Linked DNA regions of Mus musculus: region 1 is linked to region 2. The links are chromatin contacts, called in public HiChIP or PLAC-seq maps. All regions are on one chromosome and are shown on one strand. Each heading gives the region's core, a stretch centred on a gene start, on an enhancer-like site or on the middle of the called end of the contact. The rest is flanking DNA. Distances are from core to core; before and after follow the strand shown. Region 1 overlaps Gm45904 (a long non-coding RNA gene). Region 2 has its middle 27 kb from the start of Gm39253.

Region 1 (2,813 bases), core at 92-2,591, 640 kb before region 2:
ATCAACAACATACCTTGATAAGTCAGGGGCAAACAGGGTGAGAGGTTGCACACTGAGGAACCCTATCTCTTTCAGGTGAGAGCTTTTCCTAAGTAACCTTAGGCTACTGAATTCAGAATTGTAGATGCTACAATTGACTTTTTTTTTTTTTGCCTTATGTATAGATGTTAGGAATCTATAAAAATGTATCTCACCTGTAACTGCCCAGTAACAAACAGAGAACAAAATAAAAGTACCAATTCCAAGCAAGCTCATTAATTTTTTTTAAGAAATAAATAATTAAAACCAATGGGCAAAATGGCTACCATTAACTTCCCGGCTAAACCTGAAATGAAGTTGTGGGGTTTCACCATTGATCACAGCCTCCTTCCAAACAGGAACTACAAGGCTGTAATTATTCTGAGAGGACAAGTTTCAAACAGCTTCTCCTGCCAATACAGCCGATTGAGGTGATAGATAGCTTCATGACTCGAAAGGGCTTCAGGGCATCAATAAGTCTTTTGCCTGAATCTGTCCCACGGCTGATGAAGTTTCACACTTCCTCAAGATCTCAATTTAGGCACCAAATCCTGTTGGCAGGGCTCCCTAATATGTCTATGATTATGGGGTGCAGAATGGCATCCTGTCGATATGTACATAGACATAACTCACGCTCATATTCTCTTCTCAAACTTGTCTCTGCTTGCAAGCTTAATTCACTCTGCAGTCAATAAAACAGGTGGATTTTTAGAACGCCATGTGCTGACTTCTCCCAAATAAATGTTTGATCCACAGAAGGGGAATTCCTCTAGGAAAATGACATTAACATCAGCAGCAAGTGGCCGTGTCAGGATAAAGGCCCTAGTCTAAGGGGATGCAATAACTTTCTGCCTGTCCAGAACCCACACATCCACCCTTTGGCTACATGTCCTTCTTTCTCAAATATGGACTAATGACTATCAGAAATAGCAACACAAATAATTATAGCTATCAAGGACTTTCACAAGCTGTTTGGAGTTTTCTTTTTTCTTGTCAATTAAAAAAAAAAAAATCCAACTTGCTGACCAAAAAAGGTTGCTGAATGGACCTTCTTAGAAGCTCATTTATCTTCCATTTCCTTTGGAGTCTTCAGTGTATTGCTAACATTCATTTGGAGCAAAGGAATGCGTATGCTTCTTTCTTATATTCTTCCATTTCAAGTCTTAAAGGCTCCCCTCCCCCACCCCATCTGATAGTCACCCTCCTCAATAACGATGTGATTTCTCGGTTATAATACGGGTTCTGTCTCCCTCATCCCACCCCAGTAACTGCAAGCACATTGAAATCCTAGTTACATATTGCTTTCAGTAACCGGGAGCTGCTGGGCTAGAAGGTTTTTAGCTTTACTATTGTTGCCTGGGATTACGCCATGAATGCCAGACCATCTGTCAGGGAACTGCTGCCAAGAGTGGATATTTATCTGGCTTCTCTGTCAATTTAAGAGGACTTAGCAAGTTGGCCACCTGCCAGCAGCTACAGAACCAACCTTCAGAGGGATGACTGCCGAGAAAATGACTGGAATGGTACAATTTTCATCTCCCTTTTCATTTATCCAATTTCTGCACATCTGCACATAATGAAAGGGAAGACGAGGCAACCCCCTCTGCACCTCCACACCCATTCATAGTGACTCTCCCTTTCCATCACTTTCTTCCTGTCCTAAGCCTATCTATCCATCAAGGTCCAGCAGAAATCAAAACCCACAGCAGAACCACAGTATCCCTTCTACCTTTTGGGCTCCTCCTGCCCACTGGCTTCAAACATTTATTAAGTATCTACTGCACATGAGATAGCTATCGCCAGGTACCTAGCAAACCTTGCAGATCTCCCAGACAGGAATGCAAAGGTAACTATAATTCACAAATCTTTTGCCAAGCGTCTGGCCTATCGTATCCATGAAAACTCATTGCAAAAAAAAAAAAAAAAAAAAAAACTGGCATGAGGAAGCAAGTTTATAATCAAATATAGGGTTGGGAGAACACTCGCAAGAAGTATTTACTGAGTTTTCCAATGAGGTGAGAGTGTAGATATAAAACAACCAGATGCTAGAGTTTAAGGTCCAGCCCTGTAGTCAGACAAACCCCATTTCAATTCAGAAAAGTTCTCAGTAGGAGGTGGGGGTAACATTTCTGAGGGAATAATTTGAAATATATACACATTTGTCATAAGTGGGTTGCCTATTTTTTTTCATTTCTTTTGAACATTAATAGAAAAGCAAGTTTAAAAAAAAAAGTTTTCCTGATCCAGGAAAACTGCATTGGAAATGTAAATGAAGAAAATACCTAATTAAAAAAATTAATTCAAAAAAAAGTTTTCCAATTGTGTCATATTTAGTCTACAAAAGTCCCCTATTAGAGACAATTTCTATTTCTGTGGCTGCAGTTACCCATGATCAACTGTGTGAAAAAAATATATATATCAATTAGTCCAGAGACAAACAATGCATAGGTTTTAAATGACCTATCATTTTGAGTATCATAATGATATCCTTCTTATGGTGTCCAACTCTAGGATGAGAAACACCTCTTTGCCCAGTGTGTACACACTGTAACACTACCAGCCCACTGACTAACTGAAGTCATCTTGGTTATCAGACCAGCTGTCCTGAGATCAGAGTGCTTATGTTCAAGCAACCCTTATTTTATTAAGTAGTGGTTCAAAATTGCAAGAATATTGATGCTAGAAATGTTTTATAGTCTATTTTATAATTATTCTGTTTTATTATTAACTTATTGCTATCAATCTTTTTACATGATATGTCTGTAAGTTAAACTTGATCTTACTATTTATGTGCC
Region 2 (3,040 bases), core at 522-3,021:
CTTACATATGCTAGCCAGGCACTCTAGCATTGACCTATCTCCCCACCCTGGACTTCAAGCAGAAATCTTTTTACACTTTCTTTTTTATCAATTTATTCTGAAGTATTTATTCTTTTAACATTATAATTGTATTTTATTGTACTAAATTTTTTCCAATATATAGAACACAGTATTGCTCCTGTTCAAATGCATAAATACGTGCCTTTCTCATAGACCTTACATTCTGCAACCTGGATGATTTTGTACACACCACTACCTGCTTTATAATTTTATCACTAGTTTTCACAAAAATGGAGCACAGACAAAATTGCTCCAGCATTCTTATAGAGGGTGCTAGAAACAGGAGAGAAGAATTCTGACATGTGCAGGAATGGAGAGAAAAATTTATAAGCAGACCAGTGGTGGAGAAGAAACAGATAACTCGGGTTCTGATCTAGCGTGCATCCTTCCGTAGCCTTTCTCTCCCCACCCCTTAACAGACTATCCCTAGCATCACCTAGCAGCAAGTAACAGTTTTATCTATTCAGGCATCAAATGTCATATCTGTCTGTTTCACTGTATCAGTCAGCAAAATGCATGTCATTCAAGTAGTCCTAAAATTATTAAGTGCTTAATAAGACCCTATGCAATTCACTTTTCTTTCTTTCTGTTTTTCCTTTTTTTTTTTTTTTTTTTTTTTTAGTTTGTTTGTTTGTTAAGACAGGGTTTCTCTGTGTAGTCCTAGCTGTCCTGGAACTCACTCTGTAGACCAGGCTGGCCTTAAACTCAGAGCTCCACCTGCCTCGGCCTCCTGAGTGCTGGGATTAAAGGCGTGTGCCTCCACTGCATGGCAAAAGATTTGTAATTTGTTTGTTTGTTTGGGGGTGTTGTTTGTTTTGTTGCTTTTGCTTTTGCTATTCCTGCCCCCAGGACAGAGTCTCACTATATGGCTCTGGCTGTCCTGGAACTCATGATGTAGACCAGGCTGGCTTCAAACTCACAGAGCTCCACCTGCCTCTGCCTCCCAAGTGCTGGGATGAAAGGTGGTGTGCCACCATACCCAGCTGCAATTCACTTTTCAAAAGCAAAAACTACAGGGTTAGGAATCTGGTTTCGTAGGTAAAGGGCTTGCTGCACAAACATGAAGTCCTAAGTTCAGATCCCTGGTCAAATAAATAAATAAATAAATAAATAAATAAATAAATAAATGGCATGAGGCATGGTAGCACGTGCCTATAATCACAAGATGACAAGACTCCCTGGCAAGCCAGTCTAGCCAATCAGTTAATGTCTAGGTTCAGCAGCATCAGTTGCTTCCAAAATTAAGGTAAAGAGCAATAGAGGAAGTCACTAGACACAGATCTCTGGCCTGCACATGCGTGTGCATGGGTGTGCATACCTTCATGTGTACACATGTATAAGAGTAAAAACCACTTTTATCATAAGAAAAAAATTCTTTTAACTCTCTCTGAAAGGTCAACTCTTAAAAGACACCTGAGGTGAGGTGAAATTCGAGAAAGTATTAAACAGTTACATAGGGTCTTACCAACTTCTTTTAAAAATCTCATTATGTGCCTGTGAATGGCTGTGTGCACAAGTGTGCAGGTGCCTGTGTGTGCCTGTGAATGGCTGTGTGCACAAGTGTGCAGGTGCCTGTGTGTGCCTGTGAATGGCTGTGTGCACATGTGTGCAGGTGCCTGTGTGTGCCTGTGAATGGCTGTGTGCACAAGTGTACAGGTGCCCCCAGAGGCCAGAAGAGGAAGCCTGATCCCCCGGAGCTGGAGTTGCAGGCAGGGAAGAGCTGTCTGCTGCCTGTGCCCTGAACTGTGTGCCTGCGTGTGCTCAGCATCTCTCCAGCCCTTCACTTTTACTCAATTCAGAATAAGTGGGATTTTGCATATCAGAGGCAGTCGGCGGGACTGTGGGATATGCATGGCATAAGAGAAACGCTGACAATTAATGGAAGGTCAGAGAGTAGTATCCAGGATGAGAATTCAATAAAACTTTCATTCTCGTGGATTTTACTTCAGGAATCTCGTTATTTCCTCCCCCACCCCTCAGTTCAAAACTCTACAGTAGGGAGCTGTGCACAGTCGTAGTGACATCAAATCCAAGCAATATCGAACTGAATTTCAACTGTCCCTTCGAGCAGCTTTAAGCCCCAGAATGCCGGGATAGACAGTATAACCTCCACTCGGAATAACAAACAAATCCCCCCGGCTGTATCCACTTCCACCCTGTGCACTGACTTGAATCCCTGGGAAAAGGGAAGCAGGCTACATGACAATTTCAAAAATAGCCAGAGATTGGAAAATTAATGCATCAAAGAGCATGTTGTTTGGGCCTTTTGTCTAAAGGGCAAGTGCAGATAAATGGGAATTTGAAACTGCCTGTGCCATATATAGGGATTTGTTTCCTGCACAAAACTCCAAAGAAAACAGGGCATTCAGATGGTAATGAAGAGAGGGCCTGGGTGTAGATAATAGTGTGTTAAACTTGGATAGGCTAATTGTGCGTTTTCATGTGAATCAGCCTCCTGCTAAGACTCATTAGGAATGCACATTAAAGATATAGACAAGTGCGCCGCCTTTTAATCAAGTGTCTTATTTCTCACAACTATTAGGATTGTGAGCATTTCTGGCTAAGTGCAATTTTTGGCTGAAAGCTTAATGGTGCAGCCTGGAAATCTGATTCTATTTCAAAGCTGCAGGAATATCACCACACGAGGGTGAATGGGGAGGAAACTGGAGGCTGGGGGGAGTGGGCTAGAATAGGAATTGATCAATTTCTTTCTTTTCTCTTAACTAAATAAGCCGAATTCTCACTTGGAATCCATACAAATCCCTTGGCAGAATATCAGTCTACAGATGGTGCCAGGGAAATGACAGGCAGCGACCACAGCAGCAGTGCTTAGGAGACATGTAAGGGGACGTGATGGCGAGAGAAAGCGTATGGAGCCCAGATCTCCAGCCACTGCCTCAAATAGAGTGAATTCATATACAGGGTGATTGGCATTTAGAACAGCAAAGAAAGACCTATAGGATTTTGATCAAGGATACAA

The links. HiChIP or PLAC-seq counts read pairs in DNA pulled down with a chosen protein or histone mark.
Region 1: a contact with region 2 is called in an H3K4me3 HiChIP or PLAC-seq map of embryonic basal ganglia, with 4 times the contacts expected there. The contact joins two enhancer-like sites. A contact is called at or near these places in 2 of 115 datasets of contacts at active chromatin or transcription factors (astrocytes and embryonic basal ganglia) and 1 of 9 other capture datasets (embryonic tail).

Annotation. Positions count from the first base shown.
Region 1 is chr8:112,905,494-112,908,306 of GRCm38.p6, reverse strand. All of the region lies in intron 1 of Gm45904 (a long non-coding RNA gene), which reads left to right. Among named protein-coding and RNA genes, the nearest start is that of Gm45904, 15 kb to the left of the region's middle. Within about 2 kb of position 1,341, at least 46 of the 459 cell types and tissues checked have an H3K27ac peak or open chromatin away from gene starts, as enhancers often do. A contact at or near this core is called in embryonic basal ganglia, where this site is marked.
Region 2 is chr8:112,268,497-112,271,536 of GRCm38.p6, reverse strand. No RefSeq gene overlaps it. Among named protein-coding and RNA genes, the nearest start is that of Gm39253, 27 kb to the left of the region's middle. Within about 2 kb of position 1,771, at least 33 of the 459 cell types and tissues checked have an H3K27ac peak or open chromatin away from gene starts, as enhancers often do. A contact at or near this core is called in embryonic basal ganglia, where this site is marked.